2 separate regions of the Ovis aries genome follow, and region 1 is linked to region 2. Evidence: chromatin contacts called from public Hi-C data. All regions are on one chromosome and are shown on one strand. The core of a region is the stretch at or near the end of the contact, and the rest is flanking DNA. Distances in the headings are between cores, read along the strand shown.

Region 1 (5,233 bases), core at 1,603-4,102, 400 kb after region 2:
TGTCTTAATTCGTCTTTGTAATCTTAGAAAATAGCACAGCACTGATGCCTAGTGTGTTTGTGGAGAATGAATAGGTGAATGAGAAACACAAGGCATCTCAGACACCTCGAAGGAAAATCAATCTGTCAGTTAATCATTCTATTAGAAACTGTGAAGAGCACCCAGAAATAGAGGACATGGCCCATCAATTCAGTCATTGACTCGGTAAACAATTTATCTAGTGCTTTCTCTGAGCCAAGGGCTCCATGGATGGTGGGGTCACAAAGGTGGACTGAACCAGGCACTCAGACGAACAATCCTGAAACAGATAAAACTGGAGTAAGGGAGCTCAGTCTCTTGCTGAGCTGTGCAGCCCTAATGGCTGGGCTTTGATTAGAGTTCAGCAAAGAAGGAGTCAGGGCTTCCCTCGTGGCTAAGAATCTGCCCGCAATGCAGATAAACGCAGGTTCGATCCCTGGGTTGGGAAGATCTCCTGCAGAAGGAAATGGCAACCCACTCCAATATTCTTGCCTGGGAAATCCCACGGACAGAGGAGCCTGGAGGTCTACAGTCCATGGGGTTGCAAAGAGGCGGACATGACTGAGCAATTAAAACCAAGAAGAAATCAAGGTGGTGAGAGGAACTGGCCAGAGCCGCAGGTTAACAGAGGGACAGGTTCACAGCCCAAGGGGAGGTTCAGGGGTGAGCATGGAAATGGACTGAAAGTCAAACAAGTCGTGTTATTGAAGCAGGGTCGTTTGCCCCACGCACAGCAAGCCGAAACATGACGACGGCATTTGCGGCAAAGAAAGGCTTTACTCATGGGGCAGCCAAGTGAGGAGACAGGAGAAAAAGTCTCAGAGCTGCCTTCCTGAGGGTGACAAATATCCCTGAGATATTTATGGGGTAAAATAGCAGCGTGGTCTCGGTGTGGTGAAAGGTGCCTGGGGGTCAGGGAAAGGACAGGTGATCGGTGTTCTGTGCAGATGTATCTGGGCTGCAAGCTTCATCATGAGACTTTGTTATGGTCAAAACCGAGGGCACTCAGCATGACCCAAAGGGGAATTCTCAGTCCTCTGACATAAGCAGAAAGGGGTCAGGACCCTTGGGGATCGGGCAGCTGCTCCTAAGGCCCTCCCCGCCCTCCGACCCCAGCCCTCCACTAGGACCTACTATCTGATGCCGATTCCTCCAGACTCTCATGGATCACCACGCCCATCACACCCGCTTCCTGCGAGGCTCTGATGTGATTGAGGCACAAAACCCCCTCCTGGCTGGACAGTTTAGACTTCAATTTTGTGAGGACCTTGGCCTTCGGAATGTACCTCCCTGTTGTTTGTAATTTGTCCTGATCTCCAAAGGGTACTATTTCCTCTGGCTGCCCTCCCTGAGGACCATCCAGGAAACACCAGTTACTTCCCAGATCGGAGCTTGGGGATGTCGTCCTCCCTGGCCGGGCCCACTCTGCTGCACATGGGGCTTCATGGAAGACCCTGCCTAGGGCCTTGGTAAACTGGAAATTCTTGGTTTGGAAGCTCTGGTTGGAATCCAGTCTAGAATTCTCTGACCTCTCATTGCAGGCATTATTAGATAGGATGCATTTGGTTAAGAAACCACTCTTGAAACCACTAACATCCCCTGAAGGGGCTATACCTTGGGCTCTGGTGAGCTAGATTATTCCAAGTCCAAAGTTCAGCAGGGCTCTGGGAACCAGCTCTGAGGAGGCAGGAAGCTTAGTGTACAGCAGACCTTTGGAGAATCCAGAGGGCAGTTCAAGGACCCTGGCATCTTGGGGTGGAGAGGGGGTAGAGGGAAGAGAGTGGAGAGATGGGGGGCAAAGAGCTCACCCTGTTACCACTCTGCTCAGGGCTGTGCTGCTCAGGGGGCAGTGAATCTCTGTCTGCACCTTCCCTGCCTGCCGTCAGCCAGCTGGTCGGTCCTTAAAACCCAAGACCAGCGGGGAAGCTTAGAACATTCAGCCTACACTTCTCCCATCTTCTCTCCCATTCTCCCATCTTGCATCTCAAGGGAGAGTCCCCATCCTCAAGAAAAGGTGTAGATGGAAAGTGGGAAAGCAGAAGAGAGTGGTGACCCCAGGTGAGCTGGATGCCCCTTGCCCTCTGGCCCCTACACCCCACCCCCCCACCTACATCCTCATCCCTTGTTAGTGGTTTAGCATCTGAAGTGGAGTCATCCATGGGCACAGGCTTGGTGCTGGGCTCGGCTCTCAGTATTTCTGTAGTTGTGGTTGAATTTGCCAAGAAAGGACACCTTTCCTGGATAACGAACAGCTGCAGAGAAAAAATACCGTTCTGATTGTGTGCCTGTCCTTGGAATTCAGGCTTAGAATCAGCAAGGGCTGCTAAGCACTCCCACTGCTAGATGCCCCTCGTCCATCTGTCCATCGCCCCTCTCCCCTCTTTCTCTGGCCTTTGTGTCTCCCTGCAGCCCATCACCCAGTGTTGCTTCATCCGGGGCCCATACATGGGTTTTGGCTCCGGACAGTGTCTTCCGTTTGAGGCACTGCCTAAACCATCACTCACAAGCCTCATGCTGTTCCCGAAGAAGGAAGTTCTTTCACGTGCTCCCTGTTGCCAAGGCAACCACTTCCTTAGGATCCAAAACATTAATGTCTCTCTCCCTCGCATCTGTTTTCTGGTCAGATTTTTTCCTGCAGTGACATCTAGTGACCACAGGGGGGGAAAAACAACCATGATTTATGTGTGGCCTTGGGAGCTGTAGAGCAGAATGCAGGTGATTCTCCAGGTGCTAATACCCTCAAACCCACCTGGGCTGCCCCGGCCCTCGCCTCGCTGGGAGCCTGTGCCCTGAGACCCAAGTGCGCATGCCTTAGAGATTTCAGCGTGTGCGCAGTAGCCGCTTCAGGCCATGGATGCTTAGCTGTTGTTGCTCAGTCACTAAGTCCTGTCCCACTCTTTGTGGGCTGCGTGGACTGCAGCACACCAGGCTTCCCTGTCCTTCGCTGTCTCCCGGAATTCTCTCACATTCATGTCCACTGAGTCAGTGATGCCGTCCAACCATCTCATCCTCTGCCACCCCCTTCTCCTCCTGCCCTCAATCTTTCCCAGCATCAAGGTCTGTTCCAGTGAGTCGGCTCTTTACATCAGGTGGCCAAAGCACTGGGGCTTCAGCTTCAGCATCAGTCCTTCCAATGAATAGTCAGGGTTGATTTCCTTCAGGATGGACTGGTTTGTTCGTAACCTGGAAGGTGCTTCTGGACCTCTCAGCTAGTGTATGGTAACCTTGGCATTGACCATGCCGATATTTCTGTTTTGTGACTCATTCCAGATCTGAGGGTGCCTTTTTCTCACATCCAGCAGGAATCTGGACTTCCTCTTTGAGGTGGCAATCACTGCTGTCAGAAGGATGCAGAGACCTGACCATCAGGCTAAGGACACCGGCACAGATGGTCACTTGATGGGTCACTGAGGATGGTGAGGCAGCACTTTGTAAGTTGGGCTCTGCCAGTGACCTTGAGCAGGGACACATGGGGACACAGTGCTGATAGAATCTCCCCCATAGGCCAGGTGCCTCCCATCCTGGAAGGAACAGCCCAGTCACTTCTCAGCAGAACCCAGGAGGAGTGGTCACCAGCCCAGAATGACTTTAGGACCCAGAAGGCCCTTCTGTTCCTAGGGAGACTGCTTCCCCAGGTCAGCCTCTTTCTACCATTGTCTACCATGTGGGAGTTTCACCAGTGGCACAGCCCTTCATGCCTCCTAACATTCTCACCATTCACAAGATGACTCTCCTGCTCATCTCATTAAGAGATGGGATCATGATCTTCCCACCAAACTGAAAACTGCTGAGAACCTAGACAGCATATTAAAAAGCAGAGACATTACTTTGCCAACAAAGGTCTAGTGAAGGCTATGGTTTTTCCAGTGGTCATGTATGGATGTGAGAGTTGGACTATAAAGAAAGCTGAGCACTGAAGAATCGATGCTTTTGAACTGTGGTGTTGAGAAGACTCTTGAGTGTCCCTTGAACAAGGAGATCCAACCAGTCCATCCTAAAGGAAATCAGTCCTGACTATTCATTGAAAGGACTGATGCTGAAGCTGAAACTCCAATACTTTGACCACCTGATGCAAAGAACTGACTCATTTGAAAAGACCCTGATGCTGGTAAAGATTGAAGGCGAGAAGAGAAGGGGACGACAAAGGATGAGATGGTTGAATGGCATCACTGACTCAACGGACATGAGTTTGAGTAAACTCCAGAAATTGGTGATGGACAGGGAGGCCTGGTCCATGGTGCTGCAGTCCATGGGGTCGCAAAGAGTCGGACCCGACTGAGTGACTGAACTGAACTGAGAACTGGATAAACAAGACACAAACAACCCAAACCTGTGAAGCTCTGGGGAAAAGATCAGTCCAGCCTCAGGGGATGTGGATGGGAAGGAGGGAGGTGGGAAAGGGCTCAGCAAAAAGTGCTGAGTGAGGGCAAGGATGCCCCTGAGAGTACAGACATATTTTAGATGGCAGTGATGTGATCCGAGCTAGGGTTGCAAACTCTCTCTCTGGATGTTCGTATGGAGAGGACTGGAGAGGAGAGACAGGAGGTGTTCAGGAGGTCATTGCTGTGACTCAGGTCCGAGGTGGTCCATGAACTAGGTGGGAGTCGGCAGGAATGGGAAGAACAGAAGAGATTCTACATCTGTTGTGGAGTGGAACCTGCATCCTACAGTAATGAACTGGAGGTAGACCGCACTGAATGGTTTGGCGGGTGCGGGGAGCTTGTTGAGATAAAGAAGTGACAACTGGAGTGAACTCGTGGATGGTGGTGGGACTTGCTGTGACCGGGAAGAGTTGAGAAGGAGCAGGTGGGACATAGGACAAGAGAAGAGATGGGATTTGCCACAAGAACAAAGCCTGAGGTGCCTCTGAAACGAAACAAAAATGGAACTATCCAAAAGGTAATAGCAAGTATTCAAGTGGGTATAAATGATCTTGAAACTCAGAGGAAAGGAATGGACTAGGGATATAAATTCAGGAGTCATTAACATATAAATGGTTTCCGAAAGCCATGTGCAAGTTATCAAATTAACATATTTATGTGGCTTGAATTTGCACTCTTTCAAATATTATGATCCAGGCTGTATCCCTCAGGTCCTAGCAGGGGGCAGGCAGCATCTTCAAACTAGGACAACTTGCTGCTGCTGCTGCTGCTAAGTTACTTCAGTCGTGTCCAGCTCTGTGCGACCCCAGAGACGGCAGCCCACCAGGCTCCCC
Region 2 (5,331 bases), core at 990-3,489:
AAGGGATTCAGTGGAAGTGTTAGTGGCTCAGTGTCTGACTCCTTGAGACCCTGTGGACTGCCGCCCACCAGGCTCCTCTGTCCGTGGGATTCTCCAGACAAGAATACTGGAGTGGGCTGCCACTTCCTCCTCCAGGGGATCTTCCCGACCCAGGGATCGAACCCGAGTCTCCTGCATTAGCAGGCAGGCATGAAACAGATTAATGCCTTTATAAAAGGGGCTCCAGAGAGCTCCCTGGCCCCTCTGCCACAGAAGGACACGGTGAGAAGATGGCTATTTAGGAAGCACAGACCCACAGGGAACCAAATCCGCTGGTGCCCTGCCCTTGGACTTCCGGCCTCCAGAAGTGCGAGAAAGAAACGCGTGGTGCTTCAGCCCCTCGGCGCGTGGCACTGTCGTTACCGAAGTCCTGACTGACTGATGCAGACACAGTCCGGGTGGAGGAAGCACAGCTGTATTTCAACACGGAGACAAGCAAGTAAGCCCCAAGCATGCAGGGGAGCAGGAAATCCAAGCTGCGGCTAACCTCAGGGGCCAGTTAAAATTCTGAAACCTGCTCGGAGAACAAGCCACGTGGGACCCACCTGTGCTGGAAGAGTCTTGAAAGAGTCCCATCAGTAACAACAATCCCCCACACAACCTATAAAGGGAGGCCAGCTGTAGCCACTGAGCCCTGGGATAAATTTTAGTTAAGTCAAGACGTTTCTGGCATTCTTGGTCTGTAATTTACACTAATAATCCCCAAGTTAAAAAAAAAAAAAAAAAGGATGTAAAAGGAATAGAAAGAACAATGTGCATCCCTCTGTGAATTTCAGGAAATCTAGAAATTTTCCCAAAAAGGAATTGAGGCACTTAAACAGATAGAGTGTAACTTCTTAATGACTCATCTCTGGAGCCCTGTTAATAGCTCTCCTAAAAGCCAATTACTATCCTAAATCAGGATTTCACTAATGCGGAGGAGTTAAACATCATCAGAGGCCAGACCTGACCCGGCGTGCAGGCAGTCACAGTGTCTCGGGTTCCAAAGAAGTCTGCCCATCTCAGCAGCGAGGACAAGCACCAGGGTGGGGGGTGGAAATGAGGGGAGGGACCCTGGGGGGTGATCGTGGAAGGCTGCTAGAAGGAGAAAGAACCACAGCTTTCCCTGCACTCTAAGATACCTGATCCATAATAAACTCTGAGAACTACCCTCCCCCATGACAATTTTCATTTAGCAGGGGCTTGAACAAAATCCTCCAGGGAAAGTGATCAAGTTCCTTACACTCAGCAAAGGACTGGACTTCAGCTCCTGGGAAGCTATACGGGAGCCGCAGGACCTAGGGCTTCCCACTGGGTCCCCACCTCCACGGAGGCGGCTCCATTCACGACCACCCCTGCCCTGAGCATCCTTCCAATACAAGAGACCCCTGTGCCACAGAGGAAACACAGTCCTGCCAGTCCTTCAAGGAAAGTAGGGCCCCCGGTGAGCTCGCAAGTCAAGGCACACCTCCGATCGTCACCAGGAAGATGCAGAAATGAACAAGTGCCGTCTCTAATTCCCTCTAACTGCCTCTATCTCCGTCTGCACTCGGTTCTGTTTGACTGGGACTCCTTCCCATGTCTCCACTTGCTGATCCCTAGGAGAAAGCTCTTCACGTAATGAGGAGGTAAGAGGTGTTTGTGTAATTAATCAGTGACATATCAATCAAAGGGGTTCTATTATTACAGCCATGTTTATATTTGGGTAAGACCTCCCTACAACAGTTCAAAACTTATTCAACTCGAGGCACTGATTCATCCATTCAAATAAGGACTTAGGGAGTGGTTCCTCACTAACCGGCACAAGAATGAACTAACCACGGAGTCAGAGAAAGTGTCTGTTTGCAAGGGACTGAAAACCGCCGCCTCGGTCATTTTCTGTGTCTTGACGGGGTTGCCAGTGACACACACGAATTCTCCTGGTGCAAATTCTTCAAGCCGAATGGCACTCCAGCGAAACGTGCACAAGAAAGCCGCCAGGTGAGCACCTTCCCCAGGCTACTGCCCCACACCCGGTGGATCCCACCACATCCAGAACACCCTTGCGAGGGGAGCTGGCGGAGGTCAGCCTGGGTGGTCTGCCAGGGGTGGATCAGTGGCTCCTACTTCTCCCAGATGGCATGCCCTGCAGGCAACCTGAGGGCTCAGCCACCCACCTGTACACACACCCACCATTGTACACACACAAATGCTCCCACGCCACAGAGCTGAGTCATACGGAGCCCAGAGTCAACTAACATCCTCACACCTACTGTTTAAACAGGAGGTATCACTTTTCCGCCTCACTTCCCCGATCTGCACCTGACTAGCTGATGAGCCCACCTCCCCTTGCCCCCGCCCACATCTAATCTGCAGTCAGAACCCGTCTCGACATGCCCGCGGTGTCCGCTGTGATCCGTAACCTTAGCGGTTAAGTGGTTACTCCATTTAGCTCTGCTTGGCGCAAACCCCAGCAGCATGTGGCTACGGCTTTTCACCACCACCCCACCATCTCAAGAACTTCTCCAACTAAAGAGAGGTGACCAGATCAGCTTCATTTGGGGGGTCTGCACAAAACAAGGAGCTGACCACCCCCAGAAGAAATTAAGATGACGGTGGATACCAACGGGTGAGAACATGATGTGTAATAGATCTGAACGTACCTGTTAACTTTTGAGTTTTTAGAAAGGAAAAAAATTTATTTAGTAAAAATAGACTCACTTCTGTGAGATCTTTTTTTAAGGGTCCCCTCCAAACCCACCTATGGCCTCCAGCCTCCACAAGACAGCTGGGGACCCTCCTTCCACAGACCCAAGTGTGCCCTCTTCCCAGCAGACAACTACTGACCCGAGACAGTCACTTGGGCCCAAACACCCTCCTTTGGGAACATGCCCGTGGCCGTGGTCCTCCAACGGTGATGGCCACGCGGGGGTGGCCTGCCCAACCTCGGCCTCCTCCAAGCTGCGCCGGGACCTTGGCGTTGGCCTTCAGCCTCTACCTGTCAGGGCGAAGAGACGGTTATCCTAGAAAATGTGTACAGAGGTCTGGGGATGGCCAGTTTACTAGGGAACCATTCCAACTTTAAAACACAGGGGACATTCTCCCCCAGCTTCAGGAACACATTTCATCAAAAAAAAAAAAAAAAAAAAAAAAACCCAGTTCTGTAAATTCTTGCCGAAGCTGCTGGCCGGGGTCAGAGTGTTAGAGAGGAAACGCAGGACCCGGTGCAGCACGCTGGCTTTCCTGGGAGGCTGGGAGGAGGCGCACTGGCCCCAAACTCTAGTTGCCAGCGATGGAGAGACGGGCTTGGTCCCCGGGTGCCCGAGTTCTGGCGGACTCCCAGCTCCCTCGGGTCACCACTCCGGCAGCAAAAACCCTCGATGTCTGGTCCATGCTTGTGATGCAAGGCCTGCTGAGAAACACGTTTGCACATCCTGCTAAAGGGATGCTGCCCTTCAGTGTAAGAAGCCCAACTCTGGGCGTTCCTTTGACCTCGAGGTTGCCCTTCAAACCTGACCACATTACTATGCAGCAAGCCCATGACCCAGCAGCGGGGCTTCTGTCGGAGCAAGGAGCTGCTGCTGCCTCTAAAGGGGGCCCGCGTGGTTCTCAATGGGCCATCGGGGACACCTGGGGCAACACCCATCTCCAGAGCGCAGACCTGGCCAGCACACTTGGACAGGGCGGGAGTCCTGGCCTCGGGGCACTGAAAGCCGTGGTGTGACACTCAATGGCCACGACACATGGCCACACTGAGACACGGAGCAGCACCGCCAGCGCAGCCCGCTCACACATCTCCAAGGTCAGGGTCAACCCGGGGCCAAACGTTCTGAAACCACAATCGGGAGCCCTGGAGCCACATCTGGGACCAGACATCTCTTCTCCTTCGGCAGGGCTGGCGTCACCTCCTGACTCCTGCGGCCTGTGTCCACCATCACCCGTCACCTCCTGATACCTGGAGCCTGAGTCCACCATCACCCATCACTTCCTGACTCCTCCAGTCTGTGTCCACCATCACCCATCACCTCCTGACTCCTCCAGCCTGTGCCCAGCATCACCCGTCACCTCTTGATACCTGGAGCCTGAGTCCACCATCACCCATCACTTCCTGACTCCTCCAGTCTGTGTCCACCATCACCCATCACCTCCTGACTCCTCCAGCCTGTGTCCAGCATCACCCATCACCTCCTGAATCCTGTGGCCTGACCAGCATTGCCCTGTCACCTCCTGAATCCTGTGGCCTGACCAGCATTGCCCCGTCACCTCCTGACTCCTGCAGCCTGTGTCCAGCATCACCCCTTCACCTCCTGACTCCTGTGGCCTGAGTCCACCATCACCCCATCACCTCCTGACTCCTGCAGCCTGTGTCCAGCATCACCCCGTCACCTCCTGATACCTGGAGCCAGAGTCCACTATCACCCATCACCTCCTGACTCCTGCAGCCTGTGTCCAGCATCACCCGTCACCTCCTGACTCCTCCAGCGTGTACACCATCACCCCGTCACCTCCTGACTCCTGCAGCCTGTGTCCAGCATCACCCTGTCACCTCCTGACTCCTCCGGCCTGTGTCCAGCATCACCCCGTCACCTCCTGACTCCTCTGGCCTGTGTCCAGCATCACCCTGTCACCTCCTGATTCCTCCAACCTGTGTCCAGCATCGCCCCATCACCCCCTTACTCTTCCAGTGTGTCCACCATCACCCCATCACCTCCTGACTCCTGCAGCCTGAGTCCAGCATTACCCCGTCACCTCCTGACTCCTCCAGCCTGTGTCCAGCATCACCCTGTCACCTCCTGACTCCTTCGGCCTGTGTCCAGCATCACCCCGTCACCTCCTGACTCCTCCAGCCAGCATCTGTGTCCACCATCACTGACTCCTGCAGCCTGAGTCCAGCATTACCTCCTGACTCCTCTGGCCTGTGTCCACCATCACCCGTCATCTCCTGACTCCTCCCGCCTCTGTCCAGCATCACTCCGTCACCTCCTGATTCCTCCAACCTGTGTCCAGCATCGCCCCATCACCTCCTTACTCTTCCAGTGTGTCCACCATCACCCCATCACCTCCTGACTCCTGCAGCCTGAGTCCAGCATTACCCCGTCACCTCCTGACTCCTCCAGCCTGTATCCACCATCACCCCGTCACCTCCTGACTCCTCCAGCCTGTGTCCAGCATCACCCTGTCACCTCCTGACTCCTCCAGCCTGTGTCCAGCATCACCCCATCACCTCCTGACTCCTGCAGCCTGTGTCCAGCACACCGTCACCTCCTGACTCCTGCAGCCTGAGCCTCCACACCTCCTGTCAGCCTCCTGACTCCTCCAGCCTGTGTCCAGCAT

What was found. Hi-C and Micro-C count contacts between places; a contact is called where the count stands out from the background.
Region 1: a contact with region 2 is called in a Hi-C map of hypothalamus, with 6 times the contacts expected there. The contact joins two enhancer-like sites. A contact is called at or near these places in 7 of 16 Hi-C or Micro-C datasets (hypothalamus, mixed tissues, omental adipose tissue and 3 more).

Annotation. Positions count from the first base shown.
Region 1 is chr1:5,947,034-5,952,266 of ARS-UI_Ramb_v3.0, forward strand. No RefSeq gene overlaps it. Among named protein-coding and RNA genes, the nearest start is that of SH3BP4, 200 kb to the right of the region's middle. Within about 2 kb of position 2,853, at least 13 of the 54 cell types and tissues checked have an H3K27ac peak or open chromatin away from gene starts, as enhancers often do.
Region 2 is chr1:5,544,637-5,549,967 of ARS-UI_Ramb_v3.0, forward strand. All of the region lies in intron 1 of AGAP1 (ArfGAP with GTPase domain, ankyrin repeat and PH domain 1), which reads right to left. It overlaps LOC121818811 (a long non-coding RNA gene), which reads right to left. Exons shown (of 3, transcript XR_009600460.1): 2 at 4,897-5,221; 3 at 1-4,828. Among named protein-coding and RNA genes, the nearest start is that of AGAP1, 85 kb to the right of the region's middle. Within about 2 kb of position 2,240, at least 4 of the 54 cell types and tissues checked have an H3K27ac peak or open chromatin away from gene starts, as enhancers often do.